Linked DNA regions of Mus musculus: all the other regions are linked to region 1. Evidence: chromatin contacts called from public Hi-C and HiChIP or PLAC-seq data. All regions are on one chromosome and are shown on one strand. Each heading gives the region's core, a stretch centred on a gene start, on an enhancer-like site or on the middle of the called end of the contact. The rest is flanking DNA. Distances are from core to core; before and after follow the strand shown. Region 1 holds the start of Gata3 (GATA binding protein 3). Region 2 overlaps Gm13219 (predicted gene 13219). Region 3 overlaps Gm13219 (predicted gene 13219). Region 4 overlaps Gm13219 (predicted gene 13219). Region 5 has its middle 110 kb from the start of Gm13218. Region 6 has its middle 73 kb from the start of Gm13218. Region 7 has its middle 15 kb from the start of Gm13218.

The links. Hi-C and Micro-C count contacts between places; a contact is called where the count stands out from the background. HiChIP or PLAC-seq counts read pairs in DNA pulled down with a chosen protein or histone mark.
Region 2: a contact with region 1 is called in an H3K4me3 HiChIP or PLAC-seq map of neural tube, with 4 times the contacts expected there. The contact joins the enhancer-like site here to the promoter of Gata3 in region 1. A contact is called at or near these places in 3 of 39 promoter capture datasets (cranial neural crest, embryonic stem cells and hippocampal neurons), 2 of 484 Hi-C or Micro-C datasets (both in nephron progenitors), 16 of 115 datasets of contacts at active chromatin or transcription factors (the SCID.adh cell line, T-cell acute lymphoblastic leukemia, bone marrow-derived macrophages and 11 more) and 3 of 9 other capture datasets (adipose tissue, embryonic stem cells and liver).
Region 3: a contact with region 1 is called in a Hi-C map of the N1E-115 cell line, with 4 times the contacts expected there. The contact joins the enhancer-like site here to the promoter of Gata3 in region 1. A contact is called at or near these places in 7 of 39 promoter capture datasets (the 3T3-L1 cell line, the HPC-7 cell line, embryonic stem cells and 2 more), 13 of 484 Hi-C or Micro-C datasets (the N1E-115 cell line and embryonic stem cells), 19 of 115 datasets of contacts at active chromatin or transcription factors (the SCID.adh cell line, T-cell acute lymphoblastic leukemia, embryonic forebrain and 10 more) and 1 of 9 other capture datasets (embryonic stem cells).
Region 4: a contact with region 1 is called in an H3K4me3 HiChIP or PLAC-seq map of the SCID.adh cell line, with 21 read pairs. The contact joins the enhancer-like site here to the promoter of Gata3 in region 1. A contact is called at or near these places in 12 of 39 promoter capture datasets (the 3T3-L1 cell line, the C10 cell line, cancer-associated fibroblasts and 5 more), 2 of 15 datasets of contacts at CTCF or cohesin (CD8 T cells and the NIH/3T3 cell line), 30 of 484 Hi-C or Micro-C datasets (the C2C12 cell line, CD4 T cells, the G1E-ER4 cell line and 11 more), 26 of 115 datasets of contacts at active chromatin or transcription factors (DN3 thymocytes, the SCID.adh cell line, T-cell acute lymphoblastic leukemia and 14 more) and 4 of 9 other capture datasets (adipose tissue, embryonic stem cells, liver and 1 more).
Region 5: an H3K4me3 HiChIP or PLAC-seq map of the SCID.adh cell line shows a contact between it and region 1, with 48 read pairs. The contact joins the enhancer-like site here to the promoter of Gata3 in region 1. A contact is called at or near these places in 8 of 39 promoter capture datasets (the 3T3-L1 cell line, HPC-7-derived erythroid cells, cancer-associated fibroblasts and 4 more), 1 of 15 datasets of contacts at CTCF or cohesin (the NIH/3T3 cell line), 17 of 484 Hi-C or Micro-C datasets (the C2C12 cell line, Th1 cells, adipose-derived mesenchymal stem cells and 7 more), 24 of 115 datasets of contacts at active chromatin or transcription factors (CD8 T cells, DN3 thymocytes, the SCID.adh cell line and 16 more) and 4 of 9 other capture datasets (adipose tissue, embryonic stem cells, liver and 1 more).
Region 6: an H3K4me3 HiChIP or PLAC-seq map of the SCID.adh cell line shows a contact between it and region 1, with 33 read pairs. The contact joins the enhancer-like site here to the promoter of Gata3 in region 1. A contact is called at or near these places in 13 of 39 promoter capture datasets (the 3T3-L1 cell line, the HPC-7 cell line, HPC-7-derived erythroid cells and 6 more), 1 of 15 datasets of contacts at CTCF or cohesin (CD8 T cells), 21 of 484 Hi-C or Micro-C datasets (CD4 T cells, CD8 T cells, the MNK3 cell line and 4 more), 19 of 115 datasets of contacts at active chromatin or transcription factors (CD8 T cells, DN3 thymocytes, the SCID.adh cell line and 10 more) and 4 of 9 other capture datasets (adipose tissue, embryonic stem cells, liver and 1 more).
Region 7: a contact with region 1 is called in an H3K27ac HiChIP or PLAC-seq map of regulatory T cell precursor, with 7 times the contacts expected there. The contact joins the enhancer-like site here to the promoter of Gata3 in region 1. A contact is called at or near these places in 2 of 39 promoter capture datasets (embryonic stem cells and trophoblast stem cells), 1 of 15 datasets of contacts at CTCF or cohesin (CD8 T cells), 14 of 484 Hi-C or Micro-C datasets (CD4 T cells, CD8 T cells, LSK cells and 8 more), 18 of 115 datasets of contacts at active chromatin or transcription factors (CD8 T cells, the SCID.adh cell line, T-cell acute lymphoblastic leukemia and 12 more) and 2 of 9 other capture datasets (adipose tissue and embryonic stem cells).

The regions. Positions count from the first base shown.
Region 1 is chr2:9,876,213-9,879,997 of GRCm38.p6, forward strand. Gata3 (GATA binding protein 3) reads right to left here and starts at 2,388. Exons shown (of 6, transcript NM_008091.3): 1 at 2,193-2,388; 2 at 1,140-1,772. The coding sequence starts at 1,377.
Region 2 is chr2:9,407,329-9,411,113 of GRCm38.p6, forward strand. Gm13219 (predicted gene 13219) reads left to right here. Exons shown (of 3, transcript NR_168281.1): 2 at 2,381-2,470. Among named protein-coding and RNA genes, the nearest start is that of Gm13219, 57 kb to the left of the region's middle. Within about 2 kb of position 1,868, at least 2 of the 459 cell types and tissues checked have an H3K27ac peak or open chromatin away from gene starts, as enhancers often do. A contact at or near this core is called in neural tube, where this site is marked.
Region 3 is chr2:9,431,155-9,434,939 of GRCm38.p6, forward strand. The region is part of intron 2 of Gm13219 (predicted gene 13219); the gene reads left to right. Among named protein-coding and RNA genes, the nearest start is that of Gm13219, 81 kb to the left of the region's middle. Within about 2 kb of position 1,992, at least 2 of the 459 cell types and tissues checked have an H3K27ac peak or open chromatin away from gene starts, as enhancers often do. A contact at or near this core is called in the N1E-115 cell line and neural tube, where this site is marked.
Region 4 is chr2:9,447,177-9,450,961 of GRCm38.p6, forward strand. All of the region lies in intron 2 of Gm13219 (predicted gene 13219), which reads left to right. Among named protein-coding and RNA genes, the nearest start is that of Gm13219, 97 kb to the left of the region's middle. Within about 2 kb of position 2,020, at least 1 of the 459 cell types and tissues checked has an H3K27ac peak or open chromatin away from gene starts, as enhancers often do. A contact at or near this core is called in the SCID.adh cell line, where this site is marked.
Region 5 is chr2:9,480,023-9,483,807 of GRCm38.p6, forward strand. No RefSeq gene overlaps it. Among named protein-coding and RNA genes, the nearest start is that of Gm13218, 110 kb to the right of the region's middle. Within about 2 kb of position 1,874, at least 55 of the 459 cell types and tissues checked have an H3K27ac peak or open chromatin away from gene starts, as enhancers often do. A contact at or near this core is called in the C2C12 cell line, the NIH/3T3 cell line, the SCID.adh cell line and 8 more, where this site is marked.
Region 6 is chr2:9,518,376-9,522,160 of GRCm38.p6, forward strand. No RefSeq gene overlaps it. Among named protein-coding and RNA genes, the nearest start is that of Gm13218, 73 kb to the right of the region's middle. Within about 2 kb of position 1,861, at least 30 of the 459 cell types and tissues checked have an H3K27ac peak or open chromatin away from gene starts, as enhancers often do. A contact at or near this core is called in CD8 T cells, DN3 thymocytes, the SCID.adh cell line and 3 more, where this site is marked.
Region 7 is chr2:9,576,036-9,579,820 of GRCm38.p6, forward strand. No RefSeq gene overlaps it. Among named protein-coding and RNA genes, the nearest start is that of Gm13218, 15 kb to the right of the region's middle. Within about 2 kb of position 2,001, at least 15 of the 459 cell types and tissues checked have an H3K27ac peak or open chromatin away from gene starts, as enhancers often do. A contact at or near this core is called in CD8 T cells, the SCID.adh cell line, Th1 cells and 4 more, where this site is marked.

The DNA.
Region 1 (3,785 bases), core at 1,138-3,637:
GCTCTAGGGTAGAGGATGCCTGCTGGCCAAAGGGGCTATGTCATAGGCGCCAAGGCTAACTCTGAGAAGGGAGACCTGAGCAGATCTCAGGTCTGAGCTAGCTAAGAAAAACCTCCCACCTTCTTTCCTTAAAATAAAAAAAAAAAAAAACAAACAATGTATTTTTGCTGGTTTAGGTGCATAAACATACATCTGGGGAGTGTTAAGAGTCTCCTGTCTCGACCACACAAGGTTGGGTTTCTTTCTTTTTCTCTTCTTTACACACCTCAGAACTCCCCTAAATTTTTCAAGGTGAATGGTTAGGGGGAGGCGGCAACTGGAAACACTCCTACTTAAAAAGAAACTTTGATGTAGCCTAAATCTTTGAGGAGCCTGAAGAAACTCCAGTAGGCCGGAGGAGAAAAGTCGGCCAGGATTGCTGGTAAGTAAACTAAAAGCAAAGACGTAGGAAAATTCTGTGTAGCCGGGAGTCTAAGCAAACCCGACTTCTCTTCAGCTTAAGGCTTTCCTCTCCCTGGACCGTGGCAACCACCAGAGTCTCTTCCTCACACCACCGGTAGGTAGGACGCCTAAAACTCAAATGCACTAGCTTTTGAGGGTGGAGAGCAAAAGGAAATAGAAAGAAATGCACGTATTTGGGCCTTTTCTGAAAATATAAATGGAGAAACAAAACGCAAGGCTCTGGCGAAAGACCCCTTCACCGGCTAACAAGAAGCTGGAAGTCCTTCGGGGGAGCCCAGTTCCAGGCCGGCCTGGCCCGCACTGCTGCCCGGCCTGAAAGGCTCGGCGCCTGCAGGCAGCGCTTGAGATTTCTCCCTGGCTGCAAAATCTACAACCTCGTGTGGACCAGGACTGCATTTCGGCGCTTGCCAGGTGAGTGTGCCTGGCCCCAAGGACACCGGCAAAGAGAGGTGCCTGCTACGTGCGCTCTTTTATTTAAAAAAGAAAAAAAGAAGAACTCTCCCAACCAGCGACACTGCTTCCTCGCCCATTTCCGGGCCCCCGATACTTTTTTTAAATGAACTAGTAACACACTTAGGAGCTTTGGCTTGCTCTGCCCAGCCAGGGTCTCTGGCGGTCTCGTGGACCCAGGAAAACAAACGCGGATCCAAAAGGTTCCAGCGCCAAGGTGGACTCACCGTGGTGGGTCGGAGGATACCTCTGCACCGTAGCCCTGACGGAGTTTCCGTAGTAGGACGGGACGTGGTTGCCTTGACCATCGATGTTAAAAAGTACGTCCACCTCTTCCGTCAGCGGATACTGAGCTTCCATGTACGAATGGCCGAGGCCCGGGTGGTGCGTGTCTGGGTGCTGACCGTTGAGGACCGCGGGGTGATGGTGGCTCACCCAGCGCGGCTGGTCCGCAGTCACCTCCATGTCCTCGGCTGTGCTCGCGCCCTCTCGCCCGGCCCGGAACCCTCGCGGGTAGAGGGAGGGCTGTCGGCCTGGGAGGTCCGCGGACTCCTGCCGTCGGAGGCCCAGGAGAGGGGTCGTTTAATGGTTTGTTTGCAGTTAAGGGTATAGAAAAGGAGAGCAAAAAGGAGGGTTTAGGGAGGAAAGAAAAATCTTTGCGGGATAGTTTAGCAAAAGAAAGGAAGGGAAAGAAGAAAAAGAAAAGAATGAGGGCGATCCCCCCCCCCAAAAAAAAAGCAGACACGGAGGAATAAAGGGGTCAAAAAAAAAAAAAAAAAAAGGAGGGAGAGAGGAATCCGAGTGTGACCACACTGCACACTGATTCCTTGGCGCTCAGAGACGGTTGCTCTTCCGATCACCTGCAAGGGAGAGAAAGAGAGACCTGAATGAGGTGTAAGAACTTTTAACACCTGAAATTCTGGAGGGCACTAGGTCTTCGCAAGCTTCCTGCAGGGCCGACTCACCCGGGACGTGCACACGCACGCGAAGACCCGGAGGGAAAGAAGCCAAGCTCCGCAGCACACCTCCGACAGCCAGGCTCGCAGGAGCCCAGGACTGACTAAGCAATTAAAACTTGGGGACAAGTCCTCCCTGGAGGACACCGGCCCCAGGATCTTTCCAACCACTACAAATCCTCCAAAAGGAGAAAGCTGAGCTTTTAGTTTACAAAAAACCAAACAAACAAACCCCCAAACACACACACACAAACAGTCCCTCCAAGAGGAGGGAGTGATATCAAACTTAAAAAAAAAAAAAAAGTCACAAGTCACAATACCAACCTGAGTAGCAAGGAGCGTAGAGGAGGAGGAGGAGGCGTGTGACCTGCCCGGTCAGATTGCGTAGCTCTCTATGTCTCGCTCTCTCAGTCTCTCTCTCTTTCTCCTCTCCCTCTCTCAGTATTTTTTTTTTACAGGGAATGCATTCTTTCTGAAACTATCAAGACGGCGCCAGGCAGCTCAGTGTTCGCAGACAGCTGTGGCGCGACGCAACTTAAGGAGGTTCTAGTGTCATCCGCGCCGAGGGGGAGGAGCCTGGCGCTGGCAGGAGGGGACACGATCCTCAGCACAAGGAAACTGCAACCCAAACCCGCTCCAGGACTTCACCTCCACCCCCATCCCATCCCCCCCACCCACCCCGGCACACCGCCGCCCCTCCTCCCGCCCCTCTACTGACCGGAAAGGGGCGCCGCCAAGGGCCGCCTAGGGCAGAGGGGCCGCGGGCAGGGTGGGCGAGGCCCGCCCGGGCTTGGGGCAGAGGGGACAGGCAGGAGGGAATTCGCTCTCTGGCCCTTTAAATGTAGCAAAGCCGATTCATTCGGGCTCAGTAGATTATTCCGTACGAGTGAAACCCGGCTGCCCCATTCATAAAGCTAATTTCCATAAGCAGACTTTTCGATACTTTTTTAAAAATGAGCAAACTTTTAAATTAGGATTCAAGCCAGAACGTTTTTCAGTTTATATCAGCTTAGGGGCTATGTGCATGTAAAACAGATTAGAAAAGTTTCATGGCGAAGTAACTGAAGATTTGCCTCCGAACCAGCTTTCCGGGAGGCTGCTGAATCGCGCGGAGGACCTGGGCTTTGATTCGGACGCCCGCGTTATTGTTATGGTCTCTGCTTGCTTTCCCAAACCTCTCCAGAACGAACAGCGTCAGCTGTTGCAGCTGTCTTTTTCGGATCTAATGATATCATCAATGTGTGCTTTTGACCTTAGTGACAACGCGATGCATAAAAAGCTGGCTTAGCGAGACCTAGGCTCACTGGTCCCCGAAGTACCGTGTACAACTAACTTGATCTTTGCTGCGATAGCCTAACTTTTCTCTTCGCCTAGCTCGGGGTGCTACTTTATTCTGCTTTCACCCGAGGAAAACGGTCCCCTCTATAATATCCAACCCTGACCTCCGGGGTGGACCCAGCCGCAACTTCCCTGGACATTTTGGGTCTCTGGGACAGGGTCTGGTGGGAGGGCCGCAAGCTGACACAGGAGAGAGGCTGGAAGACGCCCAGTAGAGAGGCTGGGCGGACGAGGGCGGGGCCATTTGTAAGGACCAATCATCGGGAGATACCACGACCGGGCCGCAGTCGCCCCGCCCCACGGGCTCCAACCTCTGCGGCCCTGTTCCGTCCTTTGAGTCACTGCATCCCCTAGTGGCGTTGAGGTTTCTGCAGCCTGGGTCCAGAAAACACTGCCCGGATGAGCAAGGTCCGAAAGAGACTTCGGGTGCACCCCAGGGCAGTGTAAGAGGTGTTCCCATTCCACCCTCCAGGGCAGAGAGCTTGGCTTTAGAGGGTTACTGGAACTGAAGGCGTCATCCCCTCTTCATTTCTTTACCCCATAATATTTCCCACTTATTCAAAACTTGGATTCCCGACA
Region 2 (3,785 bases), core at 618-3,117, 470 kb before region 1:
AGGAAAGGAAACTCAGTGAACAACCCTATCACTTGGGATACTGAAACAGTCAGACACCCCCAACTCCATGCCGAGCTCTGACAAAGCTTGTCACAAAGAGGAGAGAATAACAGACAAGACAACATGGTTCCACTAAATTGAAACTATCTGCTAAATAAGAAAGATTCAAAAAACTAAAGGAATGAAAACTGGGTGAAGGGGGAATCTATATGCAGTCCTACTGTAGGCACAGATACTACTCACCCTTCACCAGTCCCTAAGTGGCTATAATCATCAAACCCATCTCAATACAGTCTACTCCAGTTTATGGCTCAGTCCAGATTTCTACCTCACAGAACACTGCATAGTTCTGACTCAACATTTTCTCTCTATAGACACCTAGCCAATGACTGGGCAGGGGTCCATTCCTGGTGCTCTTGAGTTTTATTAGGCTTTTTGCAGACTTTGTGTTTGCTTTTATTTTCTTTTACATCTCATTTTCTCTGTAGCCTGATCAGCAGGTGGTTGGTAGGGAGGGCACTGAAAGAAAGACAGATTTGGTGGGAAACGGTTGGTGATTTTTCTCAAATGAGACTCTGTGCTTGGACTTCAGTGTTGGCATATGCATTTCCTCATCAATAAGAAAACAGAATCAATGAACATTTGGTATTGTGCCTCATTCCCCCACCCAAAAAGAGATTCTCACTTTTAATTTAAACCCACTGTTATCACTTCAGTCAAATGGCTATTTGAATGTGGCTTGAAAACTAAGAAAGATGCTTTCTTATTGCTTTTCCTTATTACTTTAGTCTCATAAAGTTCTTATTTTCATAGTCGTAAGTAATAAACTCATTTCTCCACTAGAATACAAAATCCATGCCTTTTACACAACTGACATATTGGTTTCATGTAACCTTGGGGAAGCATCCAGCACCAGCCATCCTATGTCACATAACTCAGTCCACTTTCTTAACTTTACCTCTTAGTTAACCAATAGTTTTCCCTGGTCTCAGTAAATAGCCAGCCACTATGGTCCACGCTTTAATCTTTTGAGAAGCCAAAACTGATACCACTAGCAATGCTGAGCTACACACTCAGGAGACAAACATGTCTCCTCTCCCCCAGCTTGGAGTACGTCCACCTTGTTGCTGGTTTCATTCCTTCTCATCCAACCATCGGCTTGAAGCTAACTCTCCACTTGCCTTGCAAGCTTCCAGCTGATGACAACCTGGGGCTCTGGGTGCCCAGTTTCATCTCGAATCTTACCCACCGAGATGGTCTATCCCACGTACTAATCATTTACCATCACCACATCCTTCTCACCACTCTCTCGTGAAACAGAAAACCAAGTCCTCATCCCAACGTGTGCCTGCAGGTGTGAAGCTGCAGGTGTTTATCTGCACAGAGTTTACCTGAAGTCAGCACAAACCGGGGCAGTTCCCTTAGCAACCAAAATTAATATGTAGGAGAGTCCTAGGCTCAAGCAATGTTTCCTTCCAATTATATTTACTCATTTTTTTTATAAGGTGTGATTTAATTCACCGAGTTTCATGATAAACTCTACCGAGGCCATTCGCTTTTCAAATGCAATTTGTGATTCCATTTATGTGAAAAGACACTGCATTAAATAAAAATTAGTCTTAATATTAGGCCCCTCTGTAGTCTAAGCAGGAAACTCATTGCCAAGCGATTCCCATGTACAGTAATACATCTTTGCCTTGAAAAGCGTGATAGCCAAAGAAAGTACGTGGAGGAGAAGGAAACTGTGCTTCAAAATGTCAAACAACATCTGCTGCCCATTTCTGAGAATTACAGAGCTGCCTCTGGCCCTTTAACCCTTTAGCCCACATTGTATCTGTCCCTCCATAGTTTATGAGCTTTATCTTCAGAAGCCTTTCAGTAAATGAAAGCCGATACAGAAAGCAAATCTCTTCTTTAGGTCCTCTCTGAGGATTAGGGACAAGATTTATTAGAATAACACTGCTCGCACGGTGATGCTTTAAGGTCGTGTCAACGTTTCAATTACAAACCCATGCTACCAAGGGGTGTGCACTCAGCCTCAGCAAAATACTTCTCTAGCTCTACATTTAGAAAGTGGGGCGGAGGTTGGAGGGTCCGTGTTTGATTTCTTTAAACTTGACATAATATATAAGATTGACCTTCCTGACTGCAAGAAGTTCGTGTTTTATAGACGTCACATTTTGTGCTTCAAAATTATATTGCAAAGTCTGAGCCAAGGTGTAATCCTGAGATTATAAATAAATTAATCAGCGGCAAAAAGGCTAAACTTGATCATATTTAATAATTACAAAATTGGTCGATATTTCAACATGTATGTGTAAGACAAAGTAGAAGCTACTGGCTCACATGCAATAACATGTCTGTCACATTATGTTTCCAGGGGAAACTAGAACAACGGATCAACTTTGGTCTCTCAAAGTCTCTTCCAAAGGATCTGCAGAGATCCCTTTCTGCTGTACCAACACCATGGGTAAGAGATCTGACCTATCTAAGGATCAAGGTCAGGTAACCAAAAAACTGACTGCACTTGAGTTTATCTCCTTTGCTCTTGTCCTTATATCTCACCTGTATTCTCCCTCTTCACAGTGTTTCCTGGCTCTCCCTCCTCATCATGGCCGTTCATTACCGCCTAGCCTCTAAGGTTCTGCACTTTCATACACCCTGCCCTTTGGCTTGGCCCTTCAATCAACAAGTCCTGCATACCTGATTGATCTAGACCTGAATATCATATCATAAAAGATCTCCTGGGCATTTACTGCTTTCCTTGGAACTTCTAATTCCATTCCAAGATGTTTGTGTCCTTTGGGGTGTTGATGTTTGCTTTTTCTTTGACACAGTGTCTCTCTAAGCAGCCCAGGTGAGCCTTGCGCTTGTAATCATTCTGATGTTTTCCCTCACATGCTTGGATTACAGGCATGTCCGACTCTATGAAGCTTGTCTATGTGATTTTATGTTCATGTTGGTGTACATGCACATATGTTCCTCTGGGTGATGTTGCATCTGTATGTGCATGTATATGGAGGCCAGAAGACAATCTCAGGTATCAGTCCTTAGGATCGATCCACCATTAGTTGATTGACTATTCTGAAAGAGTGTCCTTGACAGGCCTGAGGCTAGTAGGTTAGGCTGGCGGGCCAGCAAAGCCCACGTATCTGCCTGACTAGGATGGGAATTACAAGTGTGCGCCACTTTCTTTTTCTTTTTCTTTTTTAGCATGGGTTGAGCAGATCAAACTCAGCTCCTCATGGTTGCAAGGCAAACACTTTACTAGTTGAGCAGTCTCCCCAGGGTCTAATTCATCTGATTTAAAGGAATAAAATAAGTGGGATTTTGTGTGTCTCCATAGGTGCTATTAGGAAGTACCTTATAGTAAAACTATCAAAGTAGAATTCAAAGAACACTACAGAGAACAGTGAGTTTCTACTATTAAAAGTTTTAAAGAACTTCACAACCATTTTATACCTATATAGAGCACTAATCATAATATATGCATTCATAAACCAGGCTTTGGCTGCTAAGCACCTGTCACCTAAAACATTATAGATGCTCAACAAATATTCATAAAATGCTAAGAGCATTCATAAGCATATCAATATATGTTAATCAGTTCTCACTTAATAAAAATGACTTATAATCAGATTGCCTCAATGGGAGAAAAAAATAATCTGTTGCAGCAGAGGAACAAGTATCTGTCCAAAGAAACCCCACAGTGTCTGTCTTTAAATACCAAAGTAGCATTACTGCAGGTATATACCATGGTACTAGAAATTAGCATTTTTTAAAAA
Region 3 (3,785 bases), core at 742-3,241, 450 kb before region 1:
TCATTGGCATTGTTGTCCATTGAGTCCACTTGGTTCTGTCTATATGTGCTCTGGGGTAAGGCAAGCCATTGGAGTATGAGCATACAACCACAGGCCACAGGCCTGGAGAAAACTAACTCTCCCTACACTAGCAGCCATTAACACCAGCCTAGCTCTTCCGATGGGGCAGAACTCTGTAAGACGCTCTTCTAACCATGCTAAAAATTTGACTGCTTTCTTTTGTGTAGATTTTATACAGAGAATCACAGCTACCTTGAGTTGATGGGTACAGTGACCCTGCTTATCCAGAATGTCCTGTTTTGTAGCAGTCCTCCCCATCATCTGGCTCCTAAAATTCTTCCTGTCTTCCTTGGTTTTCTGAGGGGAAATTTAGAGTGAATTTTTTAAGATTTATTTTACTATTTAAATCAGATGCACATATGTATGCCTGTGTGTGGGTATATGCACATGAGTGCAGGTACCCTTGGAAGCCAGAAGCACAGCCTGGCATAAGTGCTGGCAAACAAACTCTAAACTTACGTGCCCAACCATTGAGCCATCTCTCCAGACATCTGAGAGTAGCAACCTTTACATAGTGTTCATTTATAGAAAAATCTCTCTCCCTCAGCACTGGGCAATAAATGATGGTATTCTCAAAACCAAAGATGGGAAGGGCCTGTTATAATCATGATCTTGTCCTCCAAAAGCTTTTTATAAAAGTTTGTTTCCCAGGGTAGCTCTTGGAAGCTAGTGGGGCTTTTAAGATTCAAGGCCTCAGTAGATATCTTGAGGTAGCATGGCTATGTCCTTGAAAGTGACAGTGCTCATCATGTGTTTCTTCCTTAAGACCCCAAAAGAATGGATTCCACCAACCATGGACTGGAACCTCTAAAACTAAGAGCCCAAACAAACCTTTATAAACTGACCTTTTTTAATAGAATGGAAAATTAACCAACACCAGGGCTGAATTAATGCCCTAGGATTGGTAATTTTACTTTGTAATGCATCAAGCTCCAATATCTAGTCACTCTTTATCTCAAGACCATCAACAGGAATTCAACACATGAGGATGTGTGTGTGTGTGTGTGTGTGTGTGTGTGTGTGTGTTGCACATGAATGCCAACAAATGCAGGTATACTCTTCAAAAGGCAAAAGGAATAGAAAATTATGGCACCAAAAAGAGAGCTAGTTTTGAATCTCCTATTCCTCCTAGATCACCTTGACCAACATACTTGGGGTCTCCTCAGCTACCTTTCTACGAAATGGGACACATGGAACTGACCTCTTAAAGTTGCTGGGGTATCCTGGACATAAAAGTCATAGCTGAAGACATGAAACTTAATGTGAAGGAAATGCCAAACTCTTCTGAGAAGAAGAGAGAAAAATGTAGACTATGAACCATAAAAACCATAAAAACCATAAAAATGTTCTTCTCAGCATCCTGCAGTCTCAGTGTGGTGCTTCTGCTGGGAATTTCCTCTTTCAACCAGCCCTATGAAATGAAAACCTTAACCTTGGTGAGCCAGCCTTCTGAGCAAATCTTGAAATCATCACCAAGTTTCCTCAGCTGACATTGTGCTAACACCACAAGCTGGTTTGAAATCTCCTAACCGATGCCACCTATCCCCCCCACCAAAATAAAAGTCAGTCAACATGATCGACTTAGACTAGTCTTTAGCATAGGGAATAGGCGCCCTCCCTGCCATTCCATCAGTTTGAGAAAGAAAGTACATGAGGTATCCTGTCTTTGAATTTTAAGCAAGAACACACTTAACCCATGACCCTCCCCTCCCCCAAATACCATTTGTTCGGGTAAATCAGTAGAATCACAAAATAATATGCCCCTCCTCATAATGGCACAGCTTAAAATAGAATCACAGGCCCAGGATTTTGGAGAACTGGTTTCTAGAAGTAGCCATATTCATCCATGGTTTCCCACCTGTGTGTCTTCGTGGCTATTATCCTTATTCACCCTACAAACGCAAGCACTCCCGTTCTGCAGTGTTCTCACCCCAAGAAGACACAAAAGCATTCGTCAAAATAACAGAAGTCTGCAGCCTTGCAAACTCCTTATTTCATAGCATGGAAAGGGAGAGAGAGGGAAAGGGAGGGAGAGAGAAAAAAAAGTAGCCGGAGTTCCTCTGAACCCCCTCCTGACATTTCCAGACTTATTAGCCAGTTTTCACACTGACTTCAATCAACCCCTCTAATCCTCCAAGGAAAGAGCATTTTTAATTCACCGATTGGCTGATAAGCTTGAAGCCAAAAAATGATTTACACGTAGATGAATTGTGCTTACAAGATGGAACTTGGAGCATTAGAAGCGGATCTGAATTTCCTATCTGTCATTTTATGTGCCACATTCATTTTTTTCTCTGCCATTACCCTCGCTGATTGCAATCTTTCAGCGCTATTGGGCCCCTGCTTCCACAGTTTTTAATCTGCCTTTAATCCCATAGATTTTAAATATTCCCGGCACCGAGAGACTGGAGGCAATTAACTGCCCTTCTGATGCGCTTCTTATCAGTTGCCTCCTTGTATCTCTCAGAAGCAGCCTCAAGACACTTCCAGGCTGACAAATACTACCAGCATTTCAGATGAAGCAGCCGCTGCAAAGGGAATGCGAAGCCCAGCTGTGCGCTGTGTTGCTGGGGAATCGAAGTCCTTTCTGGAGGAGGAAACAGAAGGGAGCTTGGGAACAGAGAACAGGCACCTTGTGCCAGAAACTCCCGATTAGAAATAATGCTTCCTGACACATTGTTTGCTTTTTAGTTTCTAATGTGTATCATCTAATCTCTTTAATCTGATTGCCATTTTTTAACTCGAAAATAACTTCCTGCTCTCCACCTTTCATGGGGAATCCCGAAGGGCTGTCAGAAGGGGACATCAAGAAGCATTAAGCATCTTGACACTGCTTCCTGACTCCTTTCTGGATCTGAGTTAATTTAAATTCCCTGACCATTCCTTGATTCACTTCTATCATATTTAATGATGTCCCTTCAAACTTGAAGGGATTTTAGATTTTGTAGAACTTTGTGCATCACCTGCTACGTCAAAAGCTGATGAGCTTTGGTAGCAACTGAAGTCTCTCTCAAGGTGACATAGTTGATTCTCACAAAGATAAATCAGTGTTATTCACTAAAGTGCTCTATTTCATAGATCTATACCTTCCTCTGTGCTCTGGAAACAGCCTGCTTTCTACTAAAAGGGTATCCTGTGTACCTATAGAAGCAGTCACATGCACAGCAAACTGCCCTCTGACTTCTCATTGAGTCCAGCTCTACCATCCTCAGGTATGATTTCTGTTAAAAATTTAATCTATCCTTGTTCTTATATAGTCAAATGTTCAAATGAAGAACTTCCGGGTTCAAAGATACAACCCGAAACATAGGAACACTTCCATACTTGCTAACATTTCCACATCTTATTGGTTCTCTTTCTTAGACACCCGGTCTTCTAAACAGATATGTTATTTGATTGCCGTGTAGCTTCCAAATGACCATGCTATTTAGAATTTTGTAAGTAAGATGTGTGCACTGTTTTGCATGGTCGTGAATGTGTATGGGTGCAAACACACCCATTTCTTATAATTCCTTGCAATTAGATAAGAGTGCCCTCAGTCTGCAGAGAAATTGAATGTCTTCTTTTTGGATAGTTCATCTACCAGTCCCTTTGGTTCATGCTGACATCGCCTAGCGCATGTGCCATAAGCACTCCAGGGAAGGAGCGATGTAATCCTCCCTCAGTAGGGGAAAAATGATCTAAGTTTCTGACTTTACTCAATTTAAGGACTGGTCCTGAAACCT
Region 4 (3,785 bases), core at 770-3,269, 430 kb before region 1:
CTCAGGTGTCCCAAATAGGAGAGTTATATGTGCTCATGACTTGTGAGTCACTATGAGTGCTACAATGAAGACACTGAGCAGCTTTGGAAGAGCTCCATTTTGCTCTCACTCTCAAGCAAAGGAAGACCTCCATTACCTCTTTCTGCGAAGGAGGGGAACTCAAAGAAGAGAAAGGAGAACAGAAAAAAAAGCAGGTTCCTCATGTTTCCCTGTGCTTCTTATCAGTGCAGTAGATGAAGACAGCAAACTAATGCAGCCTACAACTGCCAAACGAAGTGTCACTAGCTGCCAGATTTTCCCCTAAGATAGTTTCTATGGAAAATAAAATTAAAGAGAAATAAGATAATGCTCACTTAAGATATTGCCACATTGTTAGGAGCTTGGAAAACCAAAAAGCAGGTAAATTAAACCTCCTTTTACAGAAAGATCGATGTGTCTGCTACTTTGGTTATCTTAATAGCATCTAAAGTAATAAATTCTGTCATATCATTTACTTTAGCAATCTATAGAAAAAGAATATCCAGTCCAACTTTGATGAGACACAGGACCTCTTTGGGGCTTCTAGCACTTAGAAAAAAAGAGAAATCCACAAGGAGCACAAAGTGAGCTTAGTTACATAGAAATCAGCAAAACAATAACAAAGTCATATATTCTATCTTTCCCCATGTTCTGTATGGGCCATATATATAAACATGAAAGGAACAAAAATTAAATTGTGCTTAATTATCTGTAAATTCTATAACCACATACAGGTGTTGTTTTGCTTTGGTTTTTGTTTTGTTTTGTTTAATGTAGGTCAGAGTTTTCAAGACACTGACATTCAGTAGAGAGCAAAAACTCCTACTTTCAAAACTCCCTACTCTGTGAAGAAGACCCATGGCAAGTAGACATATGAAATGGCTTGGACAGCGTCAAGTGTTGAGAGATGATGCCTACAAAACAAGAGCCAGAGGGAATGCTTAATCATACTGAAGTAAGAAGTGAGTCACACACACGCAAATGCACATGCACACGCACAAGACTCAACCAACACCCATGGGGAAAAAACTTTAAATAAAATTGATTTTTATTATAACTATGAATGCATTAGCAAATCATTGAGATTTGCTGGGATGTTTCCATGCACACATAAACTCTGTGTTAAACTTCTTCATCCCCTTCTCTTCCATCTTCTCTCCCAAAGCTCCTTCTCCATCCCTAGTCAGCCCTAACATTACATTTTTATGTTTTAAAGACAATCAACTCCACATGGTTTAAATTTGTTAATGTCTGAAAAAGAAAGACATCATCTGAAAAAAATCCAAAAGTATAAATAAATATTTATATAATCTTAAATTTAAAATGGATAAACATCAAAGTAAAACAAGAATTCTAAAAAAAAAAAAAAAAAAGCTAAATGGCACTAAAATGTATAATGTATACATATATCCTACAAAGAAAATAAATGAAGATATGATGAAATAATACAATATTTAAATAATGGGCTAAATGTTCAGTGTATGGGGACTTTTCAAATAAAAATATTCAAGAAGAAATTCTAGACCATGATATTAAGATGTAATTCATAACTTGGGCATAATAGCAAACATGCAAACACTGTATCCCTAGCACTCAGGAGGTGGAGGCAGGAGGATCATAATTATGAGACCAGAATGGGATATATAAACAGAGTCTGGGAAGAGGATTGGGAGGAAGAGAAGTAGCAGGTAGAGGAGGAAAGGGAAGATGTGAGGGAGGAAGAAGAGAAAGAAGGAGGGTTATACAAAAACAGAAGGTTTCTCCCACACAAAACAGGGTTCAGCTTATTTGTGTCAAAGTGATACGAATTAAAAGAGCAAGCAGCATTCACATATCAGAATTTGTCTCCTGTTGACAAGGAACTGTTAAAGAAAATATTATGAACACTTCCTATACTGCTGTGTGTCTGAAAGGGCCCATGGAGGAGGAGTGAAACCATGTGTAAGCATTTTAAGGAAGTAATCATATATGCCAACCAAGATTCAAAGATGAGACAAGCCTGTCTCTTTGTGGTTCTCCAAAGCCATCTTGTCTCTAGTGGAAAGCAGTGGGAGATTAAGGAAAGGTTGCAGGAAAAGCTGCAGTGGTGGGAAACTCCTAAGAGTTTGCCATCAACAGAGCAGAGATAAACACAGATGTGTGTTAAATGTCTACAATCCAAGGAAGACTGGCTTTGCAAAGACATCTAGAAGCAATGTGTGTAAATAAATATTCAAACTGCATATATGTGCACACATATAGTACAAATTAGAAATACTTCAGCATTAGAGCTTCGATTAAGTAATCAAATTAACTCCACTGTGACTTCTTACAGGCATGTTCCTCACACTGGATCATCAGAAAATGTCCACAATATTGCCAAGCATTTTTAAATTATAAAATAATATATAATATTGAGCAAAATATGGTTAAGGAAGCACCTACTATTTAATAAAATAGTGATAATAATTAATATAATTACTAGTAATAATAATAACAATATGCAGAAAAGCCTAAGGTGGGGCATTTTCAGGCCAAACAACAATTTGTTATCACTGGGTAAAAGAATTAAAAGTAATAAACTAAATATATGTAAAATATCTGGATTCTGCTATATACATGGTCTTGAAGGCTTTATAAGCATTGCTATGATATAAGGCATATAATTCCTCTTTGAAGGCCATAAGCAATGAACCCATTTTATCTCTATTAACTGTCTTAGTTTTTCCTTGCTATTTTGTGTGCCATTTTGTGTTGTTCTGTTATTCTTGCCTTATCTAGTCTTGTATTTTTTAGGAAGACAAAAATCTTTCTCTGTAGGCTTGGCTAGGTTCATAGTCAGTCAACTCAGGTTGACCTTGAACTCACAACCATCCTCCTGCCTCAGTGTCTCAAGTGGGGGATTATAAGTGGGATCACACCCTTGATAATGAATCACATATTCTTCAACATCATACTATTATTAATGTGAATGTAATTGCAGCTTATTGGAAAATATGTTATTTTTTATCATGTTTGCTAAGCATTTATTTCATTTTTTATAAACAGTGGTCTGGATTTTTGCAGAAATTATTACAAGTCACAGTTTTTTCATAGTGTTTTGTTTGATTCTTTTCTCTGTATTCAATTAAGATTCTCTGTACACCATTGCCATTTCATTGAGACTCCCCATACACATTAGGTCTGGCCCAAACTGAGAGAGAGGAAAAACAGGAATCTACTGAGGAAGTAATGACAACTTTCAACATGTCATTGTACCACTTTGGGGATATTTTAGAGACATGCATGATCACACATTCAGTACCAACTGAGCAGAGTAGCTTGGGTGCATGAAAACATGTCTTGCTTTTAAAATATAGAAATGACCTAACATTGCCAAGATTTTGACTGTCCCAGAATTAGACTTCTGGTTCTTTGCCTTCTCTTCTGTTCCACACTGAGACAAAGTGGGGGGAGGTTTTACGTCAACACTTCTTCACCTCGTGAGTTACAACTTGTAATTACCAAGCCACGTCGAGACAGTGCTCTACTGCACCATGTCTAAGTATGTCCAAGTGTATCCCATGTTGAACAGTATGTCTAAGCCAGGTGAATTTTAAAAGCTTCATCCAAAGATATTTAAAAACCATGCATCATCCCTAAGAAAGAGAAGGATATTCTTGGGCCTTTCAAAATGGCGACTGAGATCACTACTCTGAACAGTAAAACCTGCACAGGTGCCTATGATAAACATAGGTTCTCACTGAAGCCACCAGGGTGTGCCAGTTTCTCCCCATACCTTACTCTGG
Region 5 (3,785 bases), core at 624-3,123, 400 kb before region 1:
ATTCCACTTCTGTGCCACAGTCTTTCTATAATTCAGTTTTCTTTTCTTAGAATGGCCTTGATAGGTGCTGGTAACAGAAATTTCAATGCCACATGTGATTACATCAAATCCAAACTCAGGGGTCCCCATCACATTCTACTTTGTTCCTTCTCTGGCTTTGGTTGCATAGCACTTTGTTTTGGCAAACCTCAGGAGCAAATGTTGGGCTTGAGGGAGCATGTGCTATTCCTGGTGATGAATGCAATCTCTACTACAAAGCAGCGTATTGTTCAATAAAGAGTATCGATCTAATAATACCACAAACTGGAGTCTAGTGTGGTTCTTGAGCAATGACAGCCTTTCTGAGCTATAGTCTCTTGCCTAAGGTGGGATTAATCTTTGCCTTTCAGGGATTTAAGCTAAATACTAAGTGCAAAATATACACCATGGATTCAACATCTCTATTATTATTCCTACATATTATAATGTTGTGGCACAGAAATCACTTATATTAACACAATGAAAGTGCAGTCAAAAAAGTAGAAATTTAGACATACTACCTGCACTTAAAGATAATGACCTCTGTAAGATGTGAAGGTAGAGTAAAAATTATTTGTGTATATAGAAAACAAAGTTATATTCTTCAGAAATTAATTCCTTACGATAAAGTTAAGTGTAGGATTTTTAGAGGGAGAAATATTCAGGACTTCCAAGCTAGAAGTTTATAGATTTGATTACATAACCTAGACACTGTTTTTTGATAGGATATTCTCTTAACAGTTCAAGTGAGTGTTAATAGCTGCAAATGATTGACTGGGAGCAAAAGATCTTAGAATATAAGAATACTCAGAGAAGATACTGTGGTCCTGACAAAATTTATAGATTTCATTACTTAGTCAAACCTAAGTGAAACACAATACTAGAATGTAAAGGAACTTGACCAAAAAATAATGCTGCCAAGAGCTGATTCACTAGACTGGGATATCTATTTACTAGTTTTAATTACATGCATATGTGAGTATTTATGGAGGAAACACATAGGCTTTAGTGCAGAAGGCATCTATTCCCTGGAGCTACAGTTATAAACATTTGTAGCCATTTGACACCCAGTTCCATACTTGGAACTGAATATGGTCTTCTGGAAGATTGATTCACATTCTTCATTGCTGAACTATCCCCTCCAATGCCACCGTGGATGGCAGACTTTTAGGTGAGGGGAGTGAGATAGGACATTGTTTGTTGGTAGGGTATTCTCTTAACAGCTCAAGTGGGTGTCATATGGACAGGGAGCAGAATAAGATGCTAAAATATAAGAATATTCAGTGAAGATACTGTGGTCCTGATAATTGTCAGTAGAAAGAATAATTAATAATAACAAAGCCAATAATGATAATTACAATGATAAATTCTTGAAAAGTGGGAGTCTAACAATGAAACATCCTAAAAGTTAGTTGTTGACAATGACTATTAACATTCTATACTAGGAAATTGAATAAAGCAATCCATTTAACAAGATAGACCCTTATCCTTACCTTCTAAAACCTGGCATTAAAAGTCTACTATCCAACAGAGAATACACTTAGGGAGCTGGAGCAGGAGGACTGATCTGGAGGCCAGCTAGGGCTCCATAACTAGGGGGAGGAAGACAGGGAGGAGGGAGAGGAGGAGGATGGATGGATCGATGGATGGATGGATGGATGAATAGCAGTCCTTCTGGATATAGAAAATAAAGTCCTTCAAAAGCAATCCTAGGCTTTCAGCACTAGAAGAACATGTTTCCTTTCTTACAAAAAAGGCTTACACTATTTATTTGTATCTTAGTCCAGGGAAATGAGTAATAGGGACTTGCCAGTGAAATTCTTTCCTGACTACTCAACAGATCATATTTCCCACTTGGGAAAAAAAAAAAAAACCTGAAGCCTGAAGGAGCCATAGGGTCAGGAGACGGAGGATCTGCATTGTCTAACAAACTGCTGCGACTTAGTGTTGATAGTTGTCAAATTCCTCATCTGAAAATGTCTCCAATGGGCTCAAAGATGTGTACAGTCATGTGTGACTTTAGGAATGGGTCCTCTCTTGGCATTCCATCAGGATTCCTTCCCAGATTCCTTCCCACATTGGGCTTCCTCCAACACACATTTGGGTTAAGACCACAAAACGTCTGAAAAGCTCTCCCTGAGAATGAAACTGTCATTTTTCCCATGGCTACTGTTTCGTAGCTCAGGATCCCTTCCCCACTCATTGTCTATAACAACCGTGAGTGACTTCTCTCAGACCCTGTGACCATGAAGGATTGGTGGCTTGGGAGCATGGATTGTATGCGCATGCTTTATAACCCAGAAGCAGTGCTGGTCCTCCACCCTGTGGCAGACCAAGCAGAATAGAAACCAAGGATCTGGTTTGAGACTAAGAGTCACAAGAAGGCTGGGAAATTACCAGTTTCTGAAGAGGTGATTCCCATAAGCATAAAATGATAACCATGTCCCTGACTTCTCTTCTCTATATAACTCCAAATATAGAATGAAGAGTCATCAGAAGTTGTTGGTAAAAGGAGTTGGGATCTAGTCATAGTCAGCATAGGAAGACAAGGAGGGTCTTTTTAAGAGGTGACAAACAAAGGCCTGGGTGGAGTGACAAGGCATTGGGAAAAAGGTGGCTCTAAAGGAAAAGGTAGCAATAAGCTTTGCCACACTTACTTACCCCAGTAAGCACATAGCCACTAGCTCAGCACATTTCCTGAAAGTCTTGCATTCATCAAAATGCAATTATTCAAACCTAGAACTTTTTTCTTGCCTTTAAAATCCACTGAGAGTAGTAGAGGCCCCTCTACAAGTTATTTAGTCCCATTAGAGACTTGTGAAATTGGGAGGAAATGTCATTCATGGGCATGTGACAAAGTACGAACAAAATTCTCTCTGATGCTGGGCCCCTGGGTTTCACTTCTAAAGTCACCTAGCCTTGGGGTTTAGGACAAAATTTCTGCAAGCAAGAACATCATGACTTCATAAATGTGAAGACCTAAGGAAAATCTATGGATTCCTCACATGCAGGTGGCAATGCCACAGAGTGTGAGCACATTTTTCTCTCTGCTTCTTAATTTCCCCTACTCTGAGAGCAGTGGCTTCATTCATTCACTATGTCATGTTCCTGGGCAGGCCTGGCTCACATACATATGTACATTTGAAATGCCATGAGATTTCAAAGCCCAGAGACCAAGAATTTGATCTTTTCCAAGCTTACCTGTGTTTCTCTAAGTAGATAGTTCCTCCTTCATAGTAATGCATTTGGGAACATTAGGACCATACTATGTCAGGCAGGTGTCTAAAAGGAACCTGGGGAAGGCAGAGGATTAACCACCAACGGAAATTCAGTTTCAACAGCCTTCATTAACCCTGCGAGTGATTATAACCACTATCTTTGAATTAAGAAAAAAGAATCAAGCTTTCCCCCACCTCCCCATACCACTGAACTGATCTTTCAGAAGGAAAACTGTTAGAGCACCTGTATCTATGTCTCATGTGGCTTTTGTTACCAACCTCTGTCCTCAATGTAATCATATTTCTTTTTAATTTTTCTTCCTGCCAGAGGTTAAGAGATTTCTTTTGCTCAAAATGCTTTCTTGTTCTGTTACTAAGAGTCAGCACTGGATCTTATGTCATCAGACACAAGCTACTATTTTCTTACCAGTCTCAAATGAAGACGACAGACAGTTGGTGAGGCAAAGCTAGTTGGATGTCATGAAGACACTGCAGGCTTAGGGCTTGGAAGATGCAATACAGTGACCCAATCATTTAACTTCTTTGCAA
Region 6 (3,785 bases), core at 611-3,110, 360 kb before region 1:
GCAGCCAGTACGCTTAACCATTGAGCCGGATGGTGTCACATCAGAATGTGGAAATCTGGAGATAATCAGATACGTGTTTTGGGCACAGCTTTCTTAAAATATGCAGATTACCATTACAGAAAGATAAAGAACCAGAGGCGAGGACATGACACCTCCATACCACCTCGGGCCGTCAGTTCATGCTGCCCAGGTTTCTCAGGTGGGCATGTGCCTTTTTAGCTTTGTTTTGCTTTGTTTTTCAAATTGCAGCATCTGTCTCAAACCCATCTAGTCAATTCCATAAGGACTGACAGAGCCTCCTGCCATAACTGGAGAGAGGGGTTGAATAAGATATGATTCAACCTCCCCTTTGAGTTGGTATTGAAGAAAACAACCAGCAAAGAGAAACAGGATTTCCTTAGTTCAATAATTTTGCTACTAGCAAAAACAAACAAACAAAACCTTTAATCAAGCAATTGTGGTGAGTAGTGGATTAAAGAAAATTAATGGATTTCCTAATGATTTATATAACTGTTGTTGCTGCTGCTAGGCGCAGCACCCACAGAAGTGACACTGTGCAGTTCAACAGATTGTAGGTAACAGTGAAGGTTGTTGTGAGAGCTTCTGTGCCAGGTAGACACATTAATAGTTTTTAAATTATATCTGTAAGAGATTGAATGTTGAACCTCATGCACACGGGCCAAGCATTGTGCCACAGAGCTGTATCCACATATATATTGCTTTTTAGCTTGACACAGTTTCTCACTAAATTGTCCAAGCTGGCCTTGGGCTCATTGCTTATCCTAGGTAGGCCTTGAACTTGCCATCCTTCTGACTCAGTCTCCCAAATCACAATAACTGAGTTACAAGCCCATAACTGTAATGTCAGGATGGCTCTCATTTAACTCATCAATGACTATATTTGCATTTTAGAAGGAGACAGAAAACTCTAAGAGGTTAAGTAGGCAGGTCGGCTTGCAGGATCAGAGAGCTCAAATCAGTCATACTGCTGATCATTCCGCTAATCCATCTGCCTGGCTTTGTTGATCAAATCAGGAAAATTGGATCTCACTTCCGCCCATTCTTGCTTGACTGGAATTCCTCAACTTCTTTGAACTATAGAGAGGACAACAGAGGGAGAAGGAGAGAAGGAGGAAGAGGCAAAGAGGCCTTTCTCAGCTAACCCAGGAGATGAGGTAAGCCACCATTATTGCCTGTGGGTGTGAGTAGGTGGGTGAGGCTATGGGCGTGACACATGGCAGTTAGAGGACAACTGGGGGACTCAGTTCTCTCCTGCCATCATAGGACACCTAGGGACAGAAGTCAGCTGCTCAGCCTTGACAGCAGGCCCCATCTCACAACAACCCCTACCTTAGTTTTTCATTAATTAATTAACTTATTCACTTTATATTCCAATATCAGCCCTCCTGCTCTTCCCAGTCCTCCCTCCCCTCATAGAGCTCTTCCCTCCATTCCTTCTCCCTCTTCTCTGATGGAAACAGATGCAGAGACCCACCGCCTACCTTATTTTTAAGACAGACTCCTGGGACTCCCCTATTTGTCTAAGCTGCCAGCAAACTCCAGGGATCCTCCTGCCTCTGCTTCCCAGCACTGGAGAAACAGGTATACATCACTCGCTTGACTTTTCATGTGGGTGTTGGAGACAGAAAGGGTTTCCTGCTTGAGCAGAAAGCACTCTACCCACTGAGCCATCTTGCCAGCCCCTTCTTCTTAAGAAAGTAAAAAGCATACAGCTATCCATTCTTGTTTGGCAGGATGGAAAAAAAAAAAAAAAGAATCCATCTCTACTTCTGAAAGGTATGTACTGAATTCACTGGTTTTTGTTGTTGTAAAGTGAAGAAAAAAAACCTAAGAGGTTTGTTTTATTTCCTGCAAATATTTCGCATTGCCAAGGCAACTAGAGTAACATCCCAGCCACCACAAAGGTAGTGTGAACCACAGGGAAATGAGTGTGTGGCTTGAAAGGTAAACTCCAAACTGAAACTAAAAGTTTCAAAAAATACACTAGAAAGAGTCAAGGCTTATACCACCAATTTATAATAAAAAAAATCAGAATAGTTTTTAACTTTAAATTAAATAAAAGTTATACGAGTACCCAGAGCCCCTATGGGACCAGTACTTCAACTACAAACTCACAAATGAAATTTCCAACAAAATAGAAAAGAATACTGCCTAGCACAATTTAATTGAGTTTCCTGGAGGGCCAAGCTGAAAGCAACTGACTCTTCCATACTGTGGGAAGAAAGAAATCTCTCATGCCCAGTAGAAAAGATGTGGATGAAGTCATAATGCATCATTTAATGCCACTGGGGTTTCTTCAAAGTTATATGTTTCTTCAAGATGCCAGAAGCATTCAGAAATTAAAGATGATGGGCTCTTTCCCCCTGTAGACTCGTCCTCTACCATCACCACCTATTTAAATTAATTCTACTGCAAAGCAAAACTTTAGGAACCCTGGCCTAGAAAGTCAGTTGAGCAAACGTGTCCATTAAAGGACAGGCAAGAACTAGGACAGGAGCAAGCACCTCTGGCTAGCCCTCGGCATCCTTGGGAGACGGCAGCTCAGCCTGGTCCCACCTTTTATGGCCCTCTGACAAGCACAGCTGTCCTTCTGGAAGGTAGCCACCAGGCTCCTGAAACTCTAACTTGGACAAGGGTCACCTGTGATTTGAACAGAAATATCAAAAAGGAGTATCTTTCTGCCTGTTGATTTCATGGTTTAAAAAAATAAAAGTATATCTTATTTCCCACCAATCCTCTGGAGTCTGCACAGTAGACAAACAGGAGAAAAACTGATTCTGTCATCAATTGGTTAAGAAAACCAAGAAGGCTAAATCCACAATGACAGTCATCCAGGGGAAAGGCTGTCCCTTGGCTACCTGGTGAATAGTAGCTTGTAGAGGGCTGGATTAGACAAGTTGTTGTAGATTCAGTAGTAGAAGGGGGATCCTGTTCTTCTAAATTTGTAGCTATTATTGAACATTTGGCTGGAACCAACATGTCTTCGTTCAAATCAACTAAATTAAACTGAAAGAAGCCCAAGCTTCCAGCTCTTTAGTGCCTGATAATTAGCAGCCGAGTAAAATGGAAGGCATGGCAGTCCATGCTTGCCATGTCGGAGCTGGGGAACGGAAACAGGCAGATCCTTAGGGCTTGCTGGTCTACCAGCCTAGCCAAACTATTAAGAGATCCTATAAGGAGAGAGACACATATAGACAGACAGACAGACAGACAGACAGACAGACAGACAGAGGTGGGGAATGCTCACAAGGAATAATATCCCAAGATTAACTAGTAGCTTCCATGCACAGGCATATTTACACATATACATTTACACATGCCCATGCACCCACCATCGGAACATGTGCCCACATAGTTTTAAGAAGTCAACTCAGATATTCATAATTTTTAACAGCTCTCTCCCAGAGATGTCGGAAGAATTAACAAGATGGTGTCTACAAAAACGCTCTCAGGTGAGAGAGAATCATGGGAACTCAATAAGAAATACTATCATCAGCAAAGTTCTTCTAGCCAGTGAGCTCCAGCAGAGGCCCCAAATACTCTTGTTCTCCCTTCGGATCTTTTTTTCCCTAACTTTGAAACGTTGGCATGAATGCCTCGTTGAGAATGACTGGAGGCAGCCAACAGAATGAAAAAGGAAAGCTTACTGTGAACCCCTCTGCTTCTACACAGCTACAGAGCTTCTACACAGCTAGCACACAGCCTACTTCCTCCCTCCTTCAACCTCAGGACTCTAGCTGGTTAGTTGGGTGAAATGAGTCCAC
Region 7 (3,785 bases), core at 751-3,250, 300 kb before region 1:
CCTAGGCTAACTAGTAGGGCTGGACAGAGAGTTGGTGGCCCTAAAAGAGTGCAGAATTTCAGAGTAATCTTAACTTAAGGACTTAGGTATACATGCTCGAGCCATTGAACATCTCTCCGGTGAACACAACACTCAAGATGCGCAATTGAATTCATAGAGCACAGCATCAGATCAACCTATACACAGACCCCGCACCCCCTGCCATATTGGGACAATCCTCACTGACACAGGAAGTGTTCCTAAGCAAGAAAAAGAGGATGCTCGGGGGTAAAAAGAAATCCCATATCAAGTGGTCAACCCTGATAACATACATGCAAGTAACAGTGTAAATGGGTTGAACATGTTGTAGTTATGTTTATGAGTGAGTGTGTGTGTGTGTGTAAAGCAATTAAAGAAAAGAGGCCTCTAAAGAGAGCAGGAAGGGATGTTACATGGGAGAGAAAGTTTGGTGGTATATAAGATAGAAGAGATGGGGTAATTATACTATAAACTCAAAAAACAATATTTAAAAAAAAAGATATTCCAGAGGAAACTGAAGAAACCAAGACATATGACATAGTAATAAATTCAGTATGAAGTAAGTAAGTGTGTTTTTTAAGTTTTGATTCAAGCTGAGGGAGTGACTCGGTTGGTATGATCTTTGGCTCATTAGCATGAGGACCAAGTTCCATACCCAGCACCCAACTAAAAAGACGAGTACTGGGGCAAACCAGGAGGATGAGAGAGAGAGAGAGAGAGATTGAGAGAGTTTTCCTCCCACTACAATATGCTCTAACATCTCAAAAATGCAGCGTTTTTATTTCAAGGCTGGATTTCTCCGTAAGGGATCACACAGTGCCACACAGATACTAAGAGTTCCATACCAAATACAGACTCTGGAGCTGTGCCTATTTCTGGCACTGACCATCCAAAACTACACAGGAGACAATATCACTTCTCTAAGTCATGGGTAGATGTGCCCTAAGAGTTAAGGCCATTCTCATTTCAGGAAACACACAAAAAGACACAAAACAAAACAACAAAACAGTCATTCAGAAGAAGGAAAAACTGGAAAAACCACCACTGATGCAACACATACCTTCTAAACCTAACACAAAACACCAGGGCTGACAATATCTTAACCTCTTTTTTAAAAGTACATTACCCACTGGCTTGCCTCAGCATACCAAAAGGTGTTTAAACATTAACACTTTTCCTAGGAAACACACACACACACCTCCGAGTTATCTCTCACCCTCAGCAATTTCTCTCCACCACCCCAACCTGATGTCCAAACTTCTCAAAAACTTTGCAGCTTTGAACATTTTGAGCTAAGCAAAAAACCAAAACAAAACAAAACAAAACAAAACAAAACAAAACAAAACAAAACAAAAATGGTAGCAGGTTTTCCTCTACCATGATTTTTAGGATGTTGCTTTCTATGTCTTCCTGGAAACTTTCTTCACCTCAACTGGATGGGGACAACATTTTCTTTACATTTTAGTGGTTGTGTTTTGGGCTCCATTGACCAAGCCTGAAGGTTAGAAGAACTGATATTGGGGAGTGAACAACAGAATTGCTGACAGAGATCTCACACAGTGGATCTACCTTGAGAGTTCGCCAGCCTGGGCCTGCCAAAATCGAGGGGTAAATGTCAGATAAGGATCTGAGTTCTTGGGTGTTTAACTGAACCAAACCTCCCAACCTTTTTGAGGTTTGCCGATGACTGGTAATTATATTGTCATTTAACAAAAGTATCTGCATTAAACCAGAGATGTGAAGTTAATGGTTAGGTTCACATCCATTACACACACACACACACACGCACACACACGGGCACACACACACACAAGTGAGCATTGACAAAGCACACAGGGTCTGCATGAGGTGGGGAAGGGATGGAAGATGGAAACTAATGTAGGCTAGAGACTATAAATCAGTGGCTAAATGCTACCTGTCAGGTTGGGGAGTTATGCTAATGTGGGGTGTTTTATTTCTTTCCAGTGCAGAGAGGTCAAAGGGAGGAGGCACAGATGTGTAACTTAATGGAAACACTGAGGAAAACCCCAAAGCACAAGATCACCACTGCGCAAATGTTGAAGAAAGTGATTCTATGTAAGGCGGGCTTTTAATCATCTCTGTCAAGGTAGAATCATCTAAGGTAAAGGCCAAGCTTGTGGGTTTCCAGGGAGGCAGCAGAAAGCCTGAGGACTCGCCCTCAGCCTCTGTACCCAGGACCCTTTCTTCGAAGTGCTTTTCATTTTGACTAAAGCAAGTACAGGGTAAAGTGACTTGTCATTTCTCAGTGACTTGTCAGTTCTCTCAGTGGGAAGTGAGTGAGTGAGTACATGGCAGGGTGAGGGGGTGGGCCCAAAACTCCTTCTTATGTGGCATGGAATTGAGTGCAACTTAATCATCCCACTCCCATAATATGTTGCCAATTGGTTGTATGCTAACGGTCAAAATAATAACTTTATAATAATATATGTTGATTTTTTTTAGTATTTTTCTGTGTGTAGTTTGTAGTGTGTGCATGTGTCATGTCTGTGTATATATATGCATGTGCCCATGTTATATGTATTTGTGTGCCTGTGTGCATCTGTGTGTGTGTGTGTGTGTGTTCCTATATGTGTGTTCAAGTGTGTGTGCCTGTGTGTATCTGTGTGTGTATATGTGTGTGTGTTTGTGTATGTGTATATGTGTGTTTGTGTGTGTCTGTGTGCATCTGTGTATGTGCATGTATGTATGCACTCTCACACGTGTGTGTGTGTGTGTGTGTGTGTGTGTGTGTGTACACATTCAACTATGGGTGCCTTTGGAGACCAAAGACAGCTCATATGTGTCTTTCTCACTCTGCACCTAATTTTTTTTTTTTTTTTTTTTTTTACAATAGGGTTTCTCACTGAAATAGGACCTTGCCATTTCTTCAAGGTTGGCAGGTCAGTGAGCTCCCAGGATCTGCTATCTTTGTGCCCTCAGTGCTGTTACCGTGAAGGCTGCTGTGCCCACCTTGTGTATGGGTGCTGGAGATCCAAACTCATGCTTGCAGAGAAAGCACTCTACCCATAGACCTCTACTCCAGCACATAAATATAGAATAAACTTTAAATTAATGTAATTAATATTTCTATGAAAAGTGTGTAAGCAACCTTGCAGTCCTTGTTTTAAAAGATATTGCTGAAAACGTAGTTGATTCTTTTTAATCAGAGCTCAGAACTATCTACCAAGAAGAAAACAGAGGTATGTGGGCTGATCTTTAATCCAAAAGGAAACAAAGATTCTCAGCATCACTACGATAGAGGCTGACCCAGAAGATGACCTCTTAGATGTCATGGATTATAAACACATTCAAACTAGGATCAGAATTCAAAACCAACATGAAAAGAAGTATTAAGTCAAGAGGACCTTGGGAAGAAGAGAGTTGTCATGTTCTCAGTCTGGATAGGACTGGCCCTGACCTCAGCCTCAGATCTGCTTTGGGAGATAAGGACAGAAGTGAAGACCAGAAGGTTACTCCTGCGTGGCTTAATTAGCATCCATCAATGACACTCAAGTCTCCTCGGCCCAGTCCTGACCATCATCTCTAGTGTCCAAGACTAGAAGGGGCACTGCCAACTTCCTAGCAGCTTTTGGAAGTTTGGACTTTGCAATTTGCTAAGTTTGTGTGCCCAAAACCTTAGTGGTTTTGGTGATGCTGAAAACCCCACTGTATCTACCTAACGCCCACTTTGTCAAGTCCAAGTCAACCACAGGCTAGAGCTTCTGCCTCCACCACACATGGATCCTTCCTTCTAGCCACGCCCTAAA